3 separate regions of the Mus musculus genome follow, and regions 1 and 3 are each linked to region 2. Evidence: chromatin contacts called from public promoter capture Hi-C data. All regions are on one chromosome and are shown on one strand. The core of a region is the stretch at or near the end of the contact, and the rest is flanking DNA. Distances in the headings are between cores, read along the strand shown.

Region 1 (2,700 bases), core at 132-2,631, 330 kb before region 2:
GAGGCCAGCCTGGTCTACAAAGTGAGTTCCAGGACAGCCAGGGCTATACAGAGAAACCCTGTCTCAAAAAAACGAGAGAGAGAGAGAGAGAGAGAGAGAGAGAGAGAGAGAGAGAGAGAGAGACTTTTGTTTCCTTTTTTCTTTTTCTTTTTTTTTGTGAGATAGGCTCTCATGTACCCTAGGTTGGCTTCAAACTTATGTAGTGGAGAAGGACTTTGAACTTTTGATCCTCCTGCCTCTACCTCCCATGGGCTGGGATTACAGGTGTGCACTATCATGCCTGGTGTATGAAATGCTGGGTATCTAGCACAGAGCTTCAAGCATGTTAGACAAGCCTGCTACCGACTGAGCTCTCTCCCTAACCCTACTTGTGGCTACTCTAAGGCCACTCGGTCCTTCAGTCACTTAAACATCCATGGGACGTTTATTAAGTTGTAGTCCCCGGATATTCCTCTCTCTGGAGGTGCAGAAAGGAATGAGGTCCAGTCCTTTGTAGGAACAACCAGTCACTTTGGAGACAAAGTCTTAGAACTTAACATACAATGTAAAAGAAGGACGTTGGCTGGTAACATCGCCTTAGAAATGCAGCATTTTAGAAACACGTTGTGGAAAGCAGAGGGTTGGTATGAGGTTCTGCAGTGTTTTGCCATCAGAAAGCTCGGCAGCTATCTGTATACATATGTGTCTGCACTTGGGTTCCTGGGAGGACATGGTGTGCAGGCGTATGAGCACAGACGTCGTCTGCAGGTCACTCACATCTGTGCAGGCAGGTGGAGGGCTGAGTGTGCTGTGGATACGGAAGTGCCTGCAGCATCGTAGCCATCCATCTGCAGCTGATTACACAGCCCTCCCAAAGCCGCCTGCGCAGGTTTCTTCCTAATCTCAGCCGGGCTGAATGGTAAGTCCCCAGCAGTAGTAAGAGGTCGTATCTCTCTGTTCCCTATTCCCACTCCAAACTGAAATCTATGCTCTTCAAGACCACCCCCAAGGCAGTTTACTGACCACCCGGAAGCCCCTCGCAGCTTCTTTGATCAGAGCCTTGTACTCTTGCCATTCTCTGCCCAGTTCCTGCCACAGCCCCGACTCCATCCCTTTGCTTTTGTGCCAGTGGGCATGAGGCCTCCAACCTTGGACCTTACCTTTTAGATGCTTTTGGTTCCGTCTGGCTCAGCAGCTTCCAGGGAGCTTCTGGTGGAGATGATGACTGCCTGTCAGAGCAGGGGACAGCTAGACACCCCCTCATCTATTGGCCAGGGAGAGGACGAGTGGTTGGCCAGGGATGCATGTGTCTAATTAGATTCCCCATTCTTTCAAGTGCCCTGCTGTTTCCCTTCCTTTTTCCTCAGGGGTCCCTAATCTCATTTCTTCACTTAATGAACAGGAATTCTTTGTGTGGGGGTGAACACACACACACACACACACACACACACACACACACACTCATGGCCGCTACACCTTCTTCTCTGATCTTTGAGGGTTGGTCAGTTAGATTCCAGAAGACTCATCCAAGCTGAGGTTTCTTGGATGGATGGAGCTTGCTGTCCCTGTCCCCATCCCCATCCCCCACCCCACCCCACCTCCACTCCCTCAGAAATAACGACACTGGACTTCATAGATGGAATCCAAAGAAAAAAAGAGCTTGAACTGGGGCACCCCACTCAGCCCTATCCCTAGAGCACTGTGGTGGTACAGCAGGAGACAGGGAGTCGGGTAAGATGTAAAGACTAACTTCAAGCTCACAAGCAGTGGTCACCAACAACAAGACAGGAAGTTCTCTAACTCCCGTAGGAAGAAAGGACAAGGACAGGAGTGGGACATTGGCTTACAAACACCCAAGACATTGTCATTGTGCATAGCCTCTGGCCTGGAACCTAACACTTCTCTCCCAACTCTGACTTTCCATGGGCCCCATCTTTCTTTGGGATGTGCCTCAGATATCCCCAGAAGAGGGTAGGGGCTGGCGAATGTCATCCGGATTCCGCTGCCCAGGCTCTTCTCAGATGCTCTCCACCCCCTCCTCCTTTCCTCTGGTCACACCCTGAATCCCAGCAGGGAGGCCCTCTGAAGACCACCGATACAGGACGAAACAGAGGGCAAAAGAGAAACGATTGGTCCAAGGTCACCCAGGCCTAGCCGAGCACTACATTTTGAGTGTTAGATTCTGAGTTCACAAGGCTCACCTTCTTACAACTTCATCTCAGGAATCCTGAGAACACAGTGACTCTACCCTCAGAACAGATGGCCTTAGCAGAACCCACCCCCAGCTTGCGATGCCAGGTGAGTGGGCAGACCTAATAGACCCCGAGGACTCCTCAGCTGCTGTGGGAAGGGGATTCCGGCAGCCAGAAGAGGCCGCCTGCCAGAACAAGGCTGTTTTGTCTCGGAGATCCCCCATCTGGGAACTGACAGCTTCAGAAACTCGGCTGGGTGGAAGGAGATAAAAGTCACAAGCCAAGAGGACGCCCTCGAAGCAGATGGCACATTTGGCTGGCCCTACCCCTTCATTCTGTTCTTCCAGAGACCCTCGGGCCCCACAGACAGCCGAGACCGTGGCCCCCTCCCAACTCCACGCAATTTATCCCTACAAGGAATATAGATGAGACTGTTCATTCATTTCCCCCTGCCACCTGCTCTCACACTTCTCCCTGCTCTCGGTGACACACCCCCCTTCACACTCCCGCCGCTCCTCTCCCACCCCAC
Region 2 (2,700 bases), core at 16-2,515:
TCAGCTACCGCCAGGGATACGATGAAGCAGAAGGTAGCATCGCGAAGTGCCTGGTTCACCTTCACAGCCCAAATCACCAGTACATTTCCGGGCACAGAGACCAAGGCAATGAGCACCTCGATGCCAATGTAGGCAGCCTGGAAGGCCGAGATGTACGGCGGCATGGTGGGCAGGAGCTGGGCACATCAGCAGACAGGCGCCCTGGGGCGCGAGGCCAGCACCTGTGGTCAGGAAGCCTGCGGTGGGGATGCCAGCCTGGGAAGGAGGGGGACATAGGCAGCCCTGCGAAGATGTGCCCCAGTAAAGTGATGCAGTGCCTGCCCAAGCTGGCCAGACACTCAGGCTCACTATCTGCTTAACCTCTGTCCCCTCCCCTTGTCCTTAGAGGTTCCATTCAGCAACTTAAAATAGCAGCACTCACTCCACCACTGGTTTTTGTATCAGGTGTGAGGTGGCTCCCTGTACACTTACTCCACAAGGATCCCCTGTGAATCCACAGTGCCCACAGGTGTCCGCCGACCCGGAGGCAAGGAGCTCACCATCCTGCCTGCCAACCGGTAGGGGGTCCCAAAGGCGTTGCCCTAAGTTCCCCGGGCGGCTTTCCGGAGCCGCGCCGGGCAGGGTTGGGTTCTGGGCACCGCGCGCGCATCGGCTCATCGTTCTCCAGGCTCCCGCCGCTGCGCTCCCAGCCCGGCCTTTCAAGCAATCACATGGTGTGGCAGAGGCTCAGCCCCGGACGCCTTTAAAGAGGTAGTGCCCCTGTTTCGTACCTGGGACTGGATGGCAGGCGTGATTCTGAGGGACTAAGCCCAGGACCTGGCGGGTCCACCGGCTCCCATTCCCCGCGTGCGCGCACGCCTACCCTGTGCCCACCCACCTGGGACGCCGCTGGTGCCCGATTCTTAACAGAAGCCTGGTCCAGCTCCAGCTCTGCCCAGAATCCTTACCCATCGACTGCCCCAAGGGGGACACCCCAGTCATTTCATCCACCCCTTTCCTGCACACTCATGATGCACGAACTGAGCCACAGACTTACCCAAGGTCACACCAAAGCTGGCAGAGCGCCTGGCCACCTGAACTGTCTAGCCAAGTATCCCCAGACCTCAAAACCTTGGGCAGTCGCTCCCTCAGAGGATGCCAGGGGAACCCAGGGCTAGCCAGTTATGTCCAAGGGGTGGTAGCCAGCCGAGACTCCACTCTGGCGCCGGCGCCTTCGTCGCCCCCGGCGCGGGAGCTGAGTGACAATCGGGCTCCGCACACCGGGAGGGGGAGGGGGCGGGGGCGGGGGCGGCGGCGGCACCCGCGGGCCCCTCCCTCGTCGCCCTCCGTCTCCTCCCCTACCCCCTCCTCTAAACAAAGGAAGTGATTCAGTGTGAGAAAAGCTGGGAAAACGTGAGCGTCTCGAATGGTGTGATGTATGGATCCGGCCTCGGGACAGGGACAGTACCGAGGTGCCGATTCCCGTGTTCCCTCTTTCCCTTACTCCCTCCCTCCCTTCTCAATGCAGCAGGCGGACAGCCCAAGCCCTAATCACCTGCGGGACTCAAGAGGGCCCCTCTCTGGTCTCCCACCGCCACCAACCATTGGCATCTGGGCGCCTCCCCTAATCTTAAAACCTACTCTCTTCAGGAAAGCAGTCCCAGCACTGTCAGGAGCGCACAGGCTTCCCGCACACACGTTACTTTGCAGGCAGTCTCCTGAGTCATAGCCCTTTCTCATCCATCGCTCAGAGTGCTTTTCAGGCTCTTCGTAATTTCCATTTTGCAGATGAGGATGCTGAGGCTCAGAGAAATGACCCCCACTGTCAGTGTTACACTACTATGCTCCTTCCCCTCCCCCTCCTCCTCCTTCTCCTTCTCCTTTCTGCCCCAGCACCTAAGACTACACAGTATCTAGTCCAATCCCTTGTGCTCCAGAAAAAGATTCAGGCTGGGAAATGAAAGGAACTTGCCAAAGACTAACACACTGAAGCACCAGCACAGTGCCCTTCCCACAGTGCCCTCCCCACCTCGCCCTCCCCCACAGTGTCCCTGGCCCTCACTTCATCACTGGCTCACGCACAGCCCCAAGCCTTCCCTCTCAGTGCCTTATAGAGAGATCCCACCCTGAGAAATCCTGTTTGTTGGTCAAGGGTCTGCACTGTACAGTAGCTGGGTGAGTCAGGCTAGGGGAAACCCTACAACCTGCTGCCCCCTTGCTGGATCCCAGCTGAGGAGAAGGGCTCTGCCCACAGGAGGGAGAGCAACTTCTGCTGGGGTGTGCTGCAGGAGCACAGGAAGGAGCAGTTTCCTCTGGAACCTGGGTGGCTGGGAGGAAGGGTGGGAGCTATTCGGTTTTCTCCAGAGAAAGAAGCCCAATGAGGGGAGGACACTTCCAGGAGACCCAGGGCTTCACTTCCACTTCCACCCTCAGACAACAGGGGACTGTGAGTTTGATGACAAAAGATCAGCTCATCCATGACAGGCATCCTTCCTGCCTACCTCCCATTCCTCCCTACTCCTAAGAGCAAGCTGCCATCCTGCCCCTGCCCATACCATGCGACATGAGGCTGAGATCTGCATGGCATCTGTGCCTCTTGGCTCTTTCTTTCCTTGACTCAGGGCCTTTAAGGCATAAAGCCTTTCACATAATTAATTTTAATTTTTTAAGACAAAGACTTGCTATGTAGCTCAGGTTGGCCTCGAACTCAGTCATTTTAGC
Region 3 (2,700 bases), core at 148-2,647, 490 kb before region 2:
AGGCAGAGGAGGCAGGAGGCAGAGGAGGCAGGAGGCAGAGGAGGCAGGAGGCAGAGGAGGCAGGAGGCAGGAGGCAGAGGAGGCAGGAGGCAGGAGGCAGGAGGCAGGAGGCAGGAGGCAGGAGGCAGGAGGCAGGAGGCAGGAGGCAGGAGGCAGGAGGCAGGAGGCAGGAGGCAGGAGGCAGGAGGCAGGAGGCAGGAGGCAGGAGGCAGGAGGCAGGAGGCAGGAGGCAGGAGGCAGGAAGCAGAGGACAAGGAGGCTTGTCTTGATAGGTTGACTTGAACAATGGGTAAAAATGGTTAAAAGGCTCACTTTCTTCCAGAGGGCCCTTCTGAGAGGTACCTTAGGGCTAACTGCTTTGAAAGACATCACTGTATGTGGTCTGACTTACAAACCAGTGTAGGGGTTTGTAAAAGACATTAAACAAACAAACAAACAAACACACAAACAAAACTAAGAGACCCCATGTCCAGTTATAATTCCTAGGGCTGCGGAGCAGTGAGCACGTGCTCAACCAGCCCAGTTTGTTCAGGGCTTTAAAAGTTTATAAATGAATACGGGAGACAAGCTGGCCTCAGGACAGGGCCTTTTGTTTCTAGCGACCAGGCTAAGTAAATGTCATCTGTTCCTTGGGGGCTGTGGTGCACACCAAGGCCCTAGCTCTAAGAACAGAAGCACAAGAATGTTCTTGGGATGCACAGGGACTCTTTCCTCAGAGGAGTATGCAAATTCTGGCAATGACCCGAACATGCCGGCTCACACGTGCTTGGGCCAGAAAGAACTAGCTACCTGTTCTTGGTCATGCAGGTGGAGGCAGAGGCTACCCGTGTGTCTTCATTCCAAGTTCTAGGAGCTGTAGATCACTGAAGTAGAACTCTCAAGGCAAGGTAGCCTTAGTTGTATCATCCCTGCCTTTCCATTTCTCATGCAACCCCCAGCAAGCTGCTTTACTCAGTGGCTAAGTACTTGGTATCAACTAGACAAAGTATTGCAGCTCAGGCTGAATAAGAGCCAAGCAAGGTTACGAAGTTTCTAGATACTATACAGTTAATGACGACCAGCATTTTCCCCACTAAAACAGAACATGTAACCCTAACACCTCTCTCTCCCTTCCTCTCCCTTTCTCTCCCAGCATGGGGGTGGGGAGGCAGAATTATACTCAGTAGCTTCCTGAGAATCCTGGCCCCTCGTCTGGAGTCAGAGGTGGTAGGGAAAGCCCGCCTAGCAGTCAATCCAAGTTGGTATTCATTAAGTTGTTCACATATTTGCGACAAATTAGATTTTTTTTTGGCTTTGGCTTTGGCTTTGGCACTGGATGGCTTTGGCACTGGATGCCGTTGGCTGCCCATTCAATGGGTTCCCCCACAGGTAGGGTGGGGCACTCTTTGTCTTGAAAACAGGTCGACAGCCAAGGACACTCAGAATCCGGGGCAGGGATACTCCACTGAGCTTCACACAAAGCAAGGAAATGTGTGTGCCTGGAAGGAGCAAGGACAGAGTGGAGGTCAGGATGTCAGGGACTCCACACTCGCTCAACACAGAGGCCTCCCAACCAAAACCCCCGAGGAAACAGACAGGCTCGGTGTGTGGGCGAACATTCTCTTTCCACTGAACAAGTTGGGGAGGGGGGAGGTCCATGAAAATGGGCAATTAAGTTCGCAGGGAATATGGCCTGCAGGGTGGGAAGTGGCCTCCACTCCCGGGGACTCACAAAATAAATCAGCAGCAGCTGGAGTGGAGAACCTTCTGGCTCTGAGAGAGAGGAGTGTGAGACAGGCCCTAGGTGAAGTCGGCCAGGATGGCATAGTTAGGATCATATTGTGAAGGGTGGGGCTGGAGGCCATTTTCATTCATTAGGAGGCAAGGGACAGGGAACCGTTTGGGCACACGGTGCCTGAGACTATAACCCAGGGCCCTATAACCCAGCAGTAAACCCCTCACTGCAGCTCAGCAGACAGTCGGGCTCCACCGGGGAGCAAAGCTGCTTTCAAAGCTCGAAAAGACTCATTGAGCTCTTTTCCAGACAGTCCTCAGCCTCCTCTGTCTGCCCTGCCATGGGAAGTCAGGTTCCCAGTGGGAAAGGCAGGGGAGGGTCTGGGAGAGGAGTGTTCTGGGCAGGGCATCTGGGTGCCCAGGCTTGCAGGGGCAGGGTGGCCAGGAGGCGGGACTTGCTGATTCTTTGCCCCAGGGGACCGAATAGAGCAGGGCTTGAGCCAGCTTGGGATTGCAGCTCTGGGTGGACAGATCGGTTTGAGGGGATTTTGTGTCGCAAAGATGTAAGATCCACAACACACCACACTGGGAGGGAACCACTCTTCTTCCCTCCTTTTGGTAAGGGCCGGAAAGTATTGCGAGGGCACCCGGGATGTCAGATAGTAAAGACCAGAGCCTGCTGTGGTGACTCGGGCCTGTTTCCTCAGCATTTGAGAGATTAAAGCAGGAGGATGGCCAGCCTGGACCACATGGTGAGCTCCCAGTCAGCCTGTGCTATAGAACCTCATCTCTAAAAACCTACTAAATATCAATTTAAGGGACTAACACCCTTTCCAAGGTGAGTCTGCCAGAGCAACCTACCTCATCATGCAGGGTAGGGGTGGCCACCTAGCTCCTCAGGTTCTCAATATTCTAATGATCACCTCCTGCCCCCTCCTCTGCCCACAAAGATCTTTTCAAAGATGTTACTCACTTACTTAAAACCCG

The links. Promoter capture Hi-C pulls out the DNA fragments that hold promoters and counts their contacts. Capture Hi-C pulls out chosen DNA fragments and counts their contacts.
Region 1: a promoter capture Hi-C map of adipose tissue shows a contact between it and region 2. The contact joins the promoter of Optc here to the promoter of Adora1 in region 2. A contact is called at or near these places in 5 of 39 promoter capture datasets (the C10 cell line, the SN4741 cell line, embryonic stem cells and 2 more), 7 of 484 Hi-C or Micro-C datasets (B cells, cerebellum, cerebral cortex and 4 more) and 3 of 9 other capture datasets (adipose tissue, liver and pancreatic islet).
Region 3: a promoter capture Hi-C map of embryonic stem cells shows a contact between it and region 2, with 3 times the contacts expected there. The contact joins the enhancer-like site here to the promoter of Adora1 in region 2. A contact is called at or near these places in 10 of 39 promoter capture datasets (cranial neural crest, embryonic stem cells, epiblast stem cells and 5 more), 2 of 484 Hi-C or Micro-C datasets (both in embryonic stem cells) and 1 of 115 datasets of contacts at active chromatin or transcription factors (neural tube).

The regions. Positions count from the first base shown.
Region 1 is chr1:133,905,792-133,908,491 of GRCm38.p6, forward strand. Optc (opticin) reads right to left here and starts at 1,382. Exons shown (of 7, transcript NM_054076.3): 1 at 1,140-1,382. The coding sequence starts at 1,243.
Region 2 is chr1:134,234,192-134,236,891 of GRCm38.p6, forward strand. Adora1 (adenosine A1 receptor) reads right to left here and starts at 1,266. Exons shown (of 2, transcript NM_001008533.3): 1 at 1-1,266. The coding sequence starts at 164.
Region 3 is chr1:133,740,629-133,743,328 of GRCm38.p6, forward strand. All of the region lies in intron 1 of Atp2b4 (ATPase, Ca++ transporting, plasma membrane 4), which reads right to left. Among named protein-coding and RNA genes, the nearest start is that of Atp2b4, 12 kb to the right of the region's middle. Within about 2 kb of position 1,398, at least 37 of the 459 cell types and tissues checked have an H3K27ac peak or open chromatin away from gene starts, as enhancers often do. A contact at or near this core is called in embryonic stem cells and trophoblast stem cells, where this site is marked.